2 separate regions of the Mus musculus genome follow, and region 2 is linked to region 1. A link is a contact called in public promoter capture Hi-C data. All regions are on one chromosome and are shown on one strand. The core of a region is the stretch at or near the end of the contact, and the rest is flanking DNA. Distances in the headings are between cores, read along the strand shown.

Region 1 (5,346 bases), core at 1,472-3,971:
AAGCTACATAAAAACAAGTAACTGTCCCACCCCAGCCACCACCACCACTCTGGACCCCACGAGTGGCAGCCCTGTCTTTTACCACCTCCTCCGGTCACACCAAGATAAATCAACCTTGCCTTGGTCAATGCTCACAGAGTTCTGCATGGGTGAGAAGCTGAGCATGAACACTCTCACAATGAACACAGCTAAGCTGTAAAGTCTGAGAGGGCCTGAGTGTTGCTGGAACTGAAGATGAGGCTTTCCAAGTGCAGTGTGGGGGTAGGGATGGCAGTGGGTGACATGATACGTATACCCTGCTCTGACAGGCTTTCAACAGGAGCCCAAGAGTTCCAGCAACATCTACCAGAAATATACCAGGCCCGTGTAGGAACAAAGAGCTACCCAAGGTCTTGGAAGAACACAAAACAAAACATCACAACATCCTAACAGTCACTCATTTGTGGCTAAAGAATTCTGAGTTTTAAAAACGTAAAGTAAGGCAGATCCCTTTCCATCAGAGGGTTCTGGTACAGTGAAAGGGACTGAGGAAGCAGCCCCTGGACCACTTCCTGTGAGTTCTATCAACCCAAAGCTGGAGGACTGCCTGCCTGCAGCGTGACTGCTCCAGTAAGCTTGAACAATGTGGAGACAGGGCTGGGAACTTCCCTGTGGCTCCCTTCCTTAGCTTTAGCTTTTGGGGAACCTCTTTTACTACAACTCGCTGGCCAGTTCAGACCCCAAGGTTTATTTATTATTGGGGTAGACTCCCCTTGTAGCATCAGTCAGTCTTACAAGGCTCACAGAAAAGGCCACGGGAGGAGCTCTACGGAAGCTACCTTGTTTGAGACAGGGTTTCTCTGTGTAGCCCTGGCTGTCTTGAAACTCATTTTATAGACCAGGCTGGCCTCGAACTCAGAGATCTGCCTGCCTCTGCCTGGGACTAAAGGCATGCACTACACCCAGCAATGTTAGGTACCATAAAAAGATTGCCTCTAAGAAGACAACTCTATTAAGAAACACTGAGAGGCAGAAGATTGCTTCAGTTTAAAATAGGTCCCGAGACATGGCTCTCCTTCTAGGTATGCATATTGTTTACTTGTGTCTCAGTAGATGACAGATATGTGCTGAAGGCAAAGACTCCACCTGATAACAATGTCCTGGAGGAGGAGGGTAGGGGGCAGGGCACTGAGACTTCTTGGTTAGTATAAAAGTTCTCTCTCTCTCTCTCTCTCTCTCTCTCTCTCTCTCCCCCCCCCCCCTTCAGTTCATGGGATTAGGGGTCACTTTTGCCTTTTCCTTCCTCTCACCTGTTTTAATGCCCATGTTCAAAGTTTACTAGGTGATTCAGATCTGGGAAATCACTGAAGTAAGCACTTCCGGTCAGGCTCAAATGTCGCCTAACTACCTTCAGAAGGGGGGCTTTAAGCATTATAAAGGGCATGGGGCCGGAGCGGGGAGACTCCATTGTATCTTGGCCTGGGTCTTACAGGGCAGAGGAGGAAAGCGTCCGAATTCAAAATCCCCCAAACAGAGTCCATCTCCCTAAGACTTCCCTAGCCAGAAGAAGTGAGAACAGACAGGTCAGACCTCCTAACCCGACTCTGACGAGTACCCTGCACGGCTCAGGAAACAAGAGTTACAGGAAGGAAATGAGAGACACACCAGCAAAGACAAGAAAAGAAATGCTGAGCTGTGACAACGCCACTCAAGGAGACAACGGAGGAGACAAGAAGCAGAGCAGGAGCAGATACGTGGGGTCAAGGGTCAAGGGTCCTTCTTGGAGTGTGGTCACCTTGATGCTGTTGGGCTGCTCTCCAGCAAGAGATTCAGCTAGGGACACAGCTGAGCAGACGCCATGAGTGGGAGAGCTTCCAGATGAGGAGGGGTTACTGTGGAGCTCAGCATGGAGGATGGAGTCACACTCAAAAGGCATCGAGAACAATGCAAGAAAAAAGCAAGGACAAAGCAAGAAAAGATGATGGGGAAAGAAAATCAATGCTGGGCAGTGTGTTCCTCAACTTGAAAATAATTTCACACAGCGAGATTAAAATTTTGTCTGGCATAAGCATGCATTCCCCTTAAAGCGGTGTATGCTAACAGAACAATCCTGACCTGCGAGATTGAAAATCTCGGATGTGAGGCTGCATAGACACAGTGCACTCTAAGATTCTGGTAAAATGATGTCAAATGTCTGACATTCAAAGTGCTGTCACTGAATTGTAGGTACAGAAGAAGTGAGGGTCTAGACAGATGGCTCTGGCAGATGTGCAGCACGCAGGGTGGCTCAGGAAATCAGCTGAAGAAACAAGACCTTCTGTGTCCCAGTTAGGGAAAGAGATACAGACCTTCTCTAAAGACTGAACTCCCAAAACAAGGACAAGGATCCCTTAAAGAAGGGCTTACAAGCACAAAGAACAAAGACATCAATGAAAGAGTCCAAGCCCCTCTTGTCTCCATGCTGAAAACCCACCCCACACACGATCACAGGATACAGACACAAAAGTGGATGAGCCCAGAAGCTGCCGTCTTGGAGTAAGATGATGGGACTCGAAGAGGGCCACTTGGCTCCTGAAGATAGGATTGTACTTACACAACCAAACAGAAACTTAGCAGGCCAATGGTAAAAACGATACCTGATCTATTCCTAAGAGGCAGATGGCTCCTCTGTCATGGTCTCAGTGAGCACACATGCCACGCTCTCAACAGCATTAAAAAAGAATTCACCTGCACTGTCTGCCACCTCTTTAAACAAACATTTTGCTTTGTCGGAGTTAAGTGACTCACTGTTGCAGCCGGTGCTGCCTCTAGTCCCTGTTGGCTCGGGGTTGGTGTGACTGGGGCCTCCACGGGTTGCCCTTCCTGATAGTGAATGGGAGAGAAGAAGGGAGAAGAGAACGAGAGAGGGATGGGGAGAGGGAGGGGAGACGAATGGAGGGCACATGAAAGGATGAAGATGGTCAGAAAAGGGAGAAGGAGGGTCTTGTAACTCAGCTGCTCTCCAACGGAGGGATCATCTCACAGCCATGGGACTCATGCAATAAGATCTCTTGGGTTTTCCCGGGCAATGCAGTAAGCATTATGGGATAGCCAGAAATTACACGCAGTATCGAACATTTGGCAAGCTTAACTTTGTGTGTCTGTGTGTAGAGTCGGTATACACACATCTGTTAAGTAAACACCTGTGTGTATATATGCTGCTTCTTAGAAGAAGAAGAAACAAAAAAAAAAAAAATCAGTGTGCTTTAAGTCAGATCCTTTCCAGGTGTGTCAGTTGGTGAAAGCGTCATAGTTTCATTAAAAAAAATATGTCTTTGGGTCAGTCCTGTGGCTGCCCAGGCAAACCACACGAGTGAGCTCACTGTCTGCAGCTCTCCTAACCTTGATATTTGGCTGATGCCGCATCTAGACGTGTGGGCCCAGGGCTGGCCTCTGCTGCCGAGAGCGTGACAAAAATCACGACCAGGAAAGGTAAAAACATAGTGATTTATTCTCTCCGATCCAGGTGTCTCTGACGTTGGCAGGCCCGGGGTTCATGCTCATATGTAACCCAAATCCATAACGGAACACATGCACGTGTGCACAGTTAATTACATCCTCTAAGGCGCTGCCTGGATCTTAGGCGAGGAAAAAGTCTAAAGTCTAGTAACCTTCAGCCACAGACAGACACTCACCAAATGCTTCTTCCTCAGGTACTGATGGCGAAGGATCAGCGGCTTAAACAGAAGCATCCAAGGGACGCAGAGCATCGCCACCACGATGAGGAAACACTGAATTCCTTTCTGCAAAGTAAGAGACAACAAAGCCCACCAGTCAAACAGACTGTTTCCAACAGCAGCACACATTTTCCCCCCAAACAATAGATCCTTATTGGTCTACGACTATTTCTCTAAGTAATGAGCTGGCACCAGGACAAACCCAGTAAGTGTCCCATCAAATGGTAGTTCTAAATTATGCCCCCTTTACTCATCTAATTGTTCGAGACATGATCTTACTATGTAGCTCACCCTGGCTTGGAATTCACTAGGTAGCCCAGGCTTGAGTGCTCAGGTTACAGGCCTGAGGCACTTAGCCCTACAAATTCTATCCTTTATAGCATGGAATCATTACTGAACTCTCCAGAGCTAAGAGGTATAGGGGGAGTAGTTTAAATATATGGTACTATATAGTTCATACTATACGGTAGTACAAACTGAAAACCAGGTTTCTAGGCTTTTTTCAGGTCAGAGTTACATGGGGCTTTGGGACCTGGGTAGCCACCTACACCACCCGTCCTCAGGGCTGACATACCTGTCCAGAGTACAGCATTGCATTACCAGACTCTGGGTAGGAGAAGAGGAACATGTTTATGAAGTGGATCAGGAGGCTCGGGGCATTCCTAGACGAGTGGGCATCGTAGGCTGTCCACTTGTAAAAGATAAGGATGACCAGGTAGCCAAACAACGAGGACATGAAGATGATCTCAGGAATAAAGCCAAAGTAGATGTTCAGGGGCTTCTTGAAATAGCTAAGAAGGAAAAGAGAAATGACACTAAGAGCGACAGGCCTATGGCACCGGGCACTGACCAGAGTGCTCGATAGGTTTGTCCACACACTGTGTCCACACACCGTTCCCTCAGCTCTGTCTGCATCACACTGAAGCAGCAGCCAGAGCACTGGAGACAACAGAGACTGCGCTTCCAAACGTCTGGGCCTCGAATGGCTCTTGGACCACCTCCACTACTCTCCATGGAAGATCTAATATATGGATTCATAATTTTGTATAAATTACACATCAAGGAAGAAAAAATGGGGTTGGAGAGATGGCTTATCAGTCAGGAGCACTTACTGCTCCTGCAGATGACCCAAGTGCAGATCCCCAGCACCCACATCAGGCAGCTCACTACCCTCTGTAACTCCGGCTCCAGGGGATCTGATGCCTGTGGCCTCTGTGGGCACACAACACACATGTGCACACAACCACCACATACACAGAGTGCAAAATAGGAATTCACTAAATCACAGGAAAATTGCTGCATCTTTTTTTTTTTCAAAGATCATTTTTTTTGTACCTATAAACAGATCAGGAACTAATATGAAGCTTCATTTAAGACCATGAGGATTGTATAATAGAGATTGCTTCTACAATATAGACCGGAGCCCTGACTTACTGATTCCTCTCCAGAGGAGATGCCTTTAGGCAAAGATGTCACCTGGCTAATGTGTGATGACAGGGACAGAGGGACTCACATATGGTTGAAAAGGCTCAGGCTGACTCCAAACAGCATGTGGATGATGCCGAGGATAACAGACATCTTCATCTTGAAGGAGTTGAGGAAGGTCAGCTTGTTGGTTGCAATGTTCCAAATCTGTGACAAGGACAGAAAA
Region 2 (5,346 bases), core at 1,747-4,246, 98 kb before region 1:
GTGTCTTCTATCTGGGCCATGGCAAAGTAACACAGGAGGTGCAGGTAACGCATGCGCAGAGGGTGTGCGGCCGACGGTTGCCATGGCAACAGACACTGGCGGTTCCTTGTCACCTAGGGATGATGCCCTTGCTGGATTCAGAGGCAGGCTGGCTGTAAACAGCTACTGATGCTAACAGTGTTGATGGAGCGTCTTCTGTGCAGTATTTTTGTACAGTAGTCGTGGTGTCATAAGTGGCTATACTCCTGAAGGTCTTCTATAAAGTGCTTGAAACCCTGACCCAACAGTTCCACTTTGAGGAATCTACCCTAGGACATGTGAACACTAACCTACATGTTTCTGTGTTCATCAATGAAAATCTAGTTAAATAGATTTTGCAAATCCCTGTGAAGGAATCCAAAGAAGCTCTTTATAAGAAAAAACTGGGGACTGGAGAGATGGCTCAGCAGTTAAGAGCACTGACTGCTCTCCCGAAGGTCCTGAGTTCAAATCCCAGCAACCACATGGTGGCTCACAACCATCTGTAATGAGATCTGATGCCCCCTTTTGGTGTGTCTGAAAACAGCTACAGTGTATTTAGATGTAATAATAAATAAATCTTAAAAAAAAAATGGGGGTGGGTGCTGAAGAGATGGCTCAGCAGTACAGAGCACTAGCTGTTCTTCTAGAGAACTGGGGATCAGTTCCCAGCACCCACATGGCAGTTTACAACTGTCTGTATCTCCAGTTCCAGGGGATCCAGCACCCTGACACAGACTTCTAAGAAAAACACCAATACACATAAAATAAATGAATAAATTAATCATTAAAAAAAGAAAAAGAAAATAGGAGCCAGGCATGGTGGTGTATGCCTTTAATCCCAGCACTCGGGAGGCAGAGGCAGGCAGATTTCTGAGTTCGAGGCCAGCCTGGTCTACAAAGTGAGTTCCAGGACAGCCAGGGCTATACAGAGAAACCCTGTCTTGAAAAACTAAAAAAAAAAGAAAAAAGAAAATAGGACCAGCAAGATGGTTCAGGGGGTAAAGGAGCTTGTGCTATCAAGCATGGCAGCCTGGGTTTAGCCCCAGGAACCCATATAAAAGCAGGAGAAGACCAACTTCACAAAGGTCAGGGTAGCAGATGCCCTGGAACTGAAGTGATGGACAGTTGTGAGTTGCCATAGAGATGCTGGGAATGGAACCTGGGTCCTCTGAAGGAACAAGTGGTGCTCCTATGGACCAAACATCTCTTCAGCTTCATATATACATATGTATATAATATATTTGTATATCTATCTATTTATCTACACACACATATACACATATATTATACATATACACACATACACACATAAATATGTATATATACATATGTATATACATACATATGTGTATATATATGTATATATACATATATACATATATATATGTATATATACATATATACATATACATATGTATATATACATATATATATATAATACATATATATATATATATATATTCTTTTTTGTTTAAGCTGGACATGGCCACATGAGGGCCTGTGTAACTCCAGTTCTGAGCAGTTGATCAAGGTCTTTGGGCCTTCTTGGCTGCCAGCCTCAATCCAGGTTTGCTGAGAGACCTGTCTCAAGGGAGTAAATAGACAGTAATGGAGCAGAACACCGACATCCTTCTCTGGTCTCTGCAACCATACAAGAACATGTGCTCGAGACCCCAACTCCCAATTATCATAAAACTTACAAATATTGTAACAATATTTACAATACAGTAGCTTTCATGATGATTCCACACATGCTATTTTATGCAGTCAGAGAATATGCAGCAGAAGGCATCTGTAGTTTGAAAACGTTAAGAAGCTGGGCATGGTGGTGCATACCTTTAGTACAAGTGCTCTGGAGGCAGGTGACTGTGAGTTCGAGGCCAGCCTGTTCTACATAATGGGTTCGAGGATAGCCAGAATTATATAAAGAGACCCTGTCTCAAAAAACTATAAATCAAAAATTATAAATAATGCTAATAAATAAAAACTAAATATATAAAAAATAAAATTACTGCTAATAATATAATAACAATAATTTTAAAAATAAGAATTCTAAAAGACAGACAAGAAGGAAGATTGTGTCCTGATGGATCTGGAATGTGGTGTTTGTGAGAAACTCAGCTTTTTAGAATGCAGGAGGAAACTTCCATATCAAGATACTGAAGAGGGCTGGTGAGATGGCTCAGTGGGTAAGAGCACCCGACTGCTCTTCTGAAGGTCAGGAGTTCAAATCCCAGCAACCACATGGTGGCTCACAACCATCTGTAACGAGATCTGACTCCCTCTTCTGGAGTGTCTGAGGACAGCTACAGTGTACATATAATAAATAAATGAGTAAATCTTTAAAAAAAAAAGAAAAACAAACAAAAACAAAAAAAAGATACTGAAGAGACAGGGGTTTGGCGCTCCAAGGTCTTTGAGGAGGTGGAGCTACTGGATTCAGGGCTCAGGTGGAGAGATTAACTACCGGAAGGAGGAAAGGATGAGGGTAGTTAAAAATAAGTCAGTAGAGATGGAAGTGGGGGGACAGGAAGTTGACGGGGCTTCAGCACGCTTGTATTTTCACTGTCAAGTAGGAGTGAAGTTCTGAATTCGGAGGAGAGGGGAGGGAATCAAAGGTAGGAAACAGGAGAGGGCTGGCGAGGGCAGGCCAGTACTCTCAGCCCAGGGGGTAGAGGAAGATCGCCTGGTTGGAAATTGAGTTGCCATGGCAACTGTTTGCCGCCTAGGCTTGCCCTGACTCCTTCGGTGCTCCGCTGGAGGACTGAGAGAGCAGGCAGGCAGGGAGAGTCCCGGGTTTCATCAGAGGGGTCAGCTGAAGATGACGGAGTAAAAAAATAATTAGATCGGGTCATCCAGACTCCAGGGAGATGGATGTAAAATCCACAAAGCCATAGATGACTTGGTAGAGAGAAAGCAGCCCTACGCAGTGAGACAAAGAGGAAACAGAGGTGCCGGAAATGCAGTCACAGGAATAAGCGGTCAAGTTTAAGGTTGAAAGCACTGGGGTAGGGGTGCAGTGGTGAGATGGCTCAGTGGTTAAGAGGGTCAAGAGCTCTTACTGTTCACCCAGGGCAGCTAAGCAAAAGAACAAGTACTGGACCAGAGTCTGGTTCCCAGCATCCATGTCAGGTGTTTCACAGCTGCCTGTAACTGCAGTTTTTTTTTTTTTTTTTTTTTTTTTTTTTTTTTTTTTTTGGTATTTCGAGACAGGGTTTCTCTGTATAGCCCTGGCTGTCCTGGAACTCACTCTGTAGACCAGGCTGGCCTCGAACTCAGAAATCCGCCTGCCTCTGCCTCCCAAGTGCTGGGATTAAAGGCGTGCGCCACCACTAAGGTATAAGTGCAGTTCTAAGAGACCAGACATGTCAGTTATCCAAGGACACTTGCACACACATGCACAGACACCCGCCTCACACAGGCACAATTAAAAACTAGAAAAAAGAAAGAAAGAACAAGAGAAAGAAAGAAAGAATGAACAAAAGAAGGAAAGAAAGAAAGAGAGAAAAGAAAGGAAGGAATGAAATACGCCATTTGGTAGTAGTACATGCCTTTATAATCTTAGCACTTGGGAGGCTGAGGCAGGTGGATCTCTGAGTTCGAGGCCAATCTGGTCTATAGAATGAGTTTCAGAACAGTCAAGGCTACACAGAGAAACCCTGTCTCAAAAAATAAAATTAAATAAAAATAAATAAATAAATAAATAAATAAACACAGGACCGGAGAGATGATGCAGTAGTTAAGAACACTTGGTATAATCACCCAGTACCCCAGAGCTCCCAGGGACTAAACCACCAGCCAAAGAGTACACATGGAGGGACCCATGGCTCCAGCCGCATATGCAGCAAAGGATGGCTTTGTGGGATATCAATGAGAGGAGAGGCCCTTGGTCTTGTGAAGGGTCCCAATGTAGGGGAATGCCAGGACAAGGAAGCAGGAGTGGGTGTGTTTGCAAACAGTGGGAAGGGGGGATGGGATGGGGGGTTTGGGGAGGGAAAATTAGGACAGGGGATAAAATTCAAAATGTAAATAAAGAAAATATCTAATAAAGGAAAAAAAAAACCCAACACTTGTTGTAAACCTGATAGCTTGAGTTCGATCCCTGGAACCTACCTTGGAAGGAGAGAACCTGACTTCAAAAGTTGTCCTATGACCTCTGGGTAGCTCTCGGTCATCAGTAACCCTAATTCCAGAGGATCTGACACCCACTGTCTTCCGGCCTCCGAAGGCACTAGGCATGCAGGTGGTATATACTCATACGTACAGTGAGACGCTCATACACATAAAATAAACAAGAACCTAAAAAATATTAGATACACAAGTAAAATAACATTTAAAAGTTTAAAGTTACAGAGCAGCACTGGGGCCAGTCGTGGGAATCTGCAACAGTGTGAGCAGAGAAGTGAGGGGCTCAGGAGGTGGAAAGGTCACGAAAGGCCATTCTGAGGAGAGCTACCCTAGGCATGAGTGAGTCACCAGGCTGAAGGTGTGTGGAGGGAGGAGTCTGGTGAGTGTGGATGTAAGGCATTAGGCAGGAGGTCCTTCTGTCCCTGCAGGCTCACCGCTCCTCATTGTACTAATCTTGTCTTGTTTTATCTTCTGGTCTGAAGGGCGAGTCCTTTCACCCACTCACTCACGTAAAGCTCTGCCGCATGGCTGCCTGTACTGAGAACAGGAATCTCACCTCTCCTCCTTCATTGCATACACTCTGAAATGTTCTGGCCAGTACACATAAGGCACACACCCCACTTCCCCAGGAACCCTTGTTGCCAGAAGGTTCTGGCATTTCACTCAGGCCCCTTCAAGTTGATTGCCTTGAAAAATAAACAAACAAATATGAAGTCGATCACTGGAAAGTTCTGGAACAGAAAGTGGCAGAGTATGTAGTATGGACCTCAGAGAAGGAGATTTTTTTTTCAACAAAGCAAAGTATATCTATCTATCTATCTATCTATCTATCTACCTATATCATGAGGCAGGATCTCATGGTGGTAGAACAAACCCATTTACCATATGGCAAAGGAACAAAGAGGGGAGGGCCAGGTTCCCACAGTCCCCTTTAAGGATGCACCTCCATAAGTTTGGGAACTCTTGCCAGTCCCTGACTCTTATTTTGAAAAACTAGGTCTCATGTATCCCCAGGCTGGCCTGGATTTTGCTGTGTAGTTGAGGATAACAATGACTTTCTGACCTCCCACTTCCACTACCTCAACCCTGGGTACCACACACAGTTTTTATTTGGTGCTAGGGATTAAACCCAGGGCAAACAATCTACTAAACAATGAGCTCATCCCCTCCCCTTTATTGTTTGGGTTTGGGGAGGGG

What was found. Capture Hi-C pulls out chosen DNA fragments and counts their contacts.
Region 2: a promoter capture Hi-C map of pancreatic islet shows a contact between it and region 1. The contact joins two enhancer-like sites. A contact is called at or near these places in 2 of 115 datasets of contacts at active chromatin or transcription factors (embryonic stem cells and pancreatic cancer cells) and 1 of 9 other capture datasets (pancreatic islet).

What each region holds. Positions count from the first base shown.
Region 1 is chr11:101,042,931-101,048,276 of GRCm38.p6, reverse strand. It overlaps Atp6v0a1 (ATPase, H+ transporting, lysosomal V0 subunit A1), which reads right to left. Exons shown (of 22, transcript NM_016920.4): 15 at 5,209-5,327; 16 at 4,270-4,486; 17 at 3,654-3,761. Among named protein-coding and RNA genes, the nearest start is that of Mir6928, 15 kb to the right of the region's middle. Within about 2 kb of position 2,721, at least 28 of the 459 cell types and tissues checked have an H3K27ac peak or open chromatin away from gene starts, as enhancers often do. A contact at or near this core is called in pancreatic islet, where this site is marked.
Region 2 is chr11:101,141,336-101,146,681 of GRCm38.p6, reverse strand. No RefSeq gene overlaps it. Among named protein-coding and RNA genes, the nearest start is that of Tubg2, 12 kb to the left of the region's middle. Within about 2 kb of position 2,996, at least 148 of the 459 cell types and tissues checked have an H3K27ac peak or open chromatin away from gene starts, as enhancers often do. A contact at or near this core is called in pancreatic islet, where this site is marked.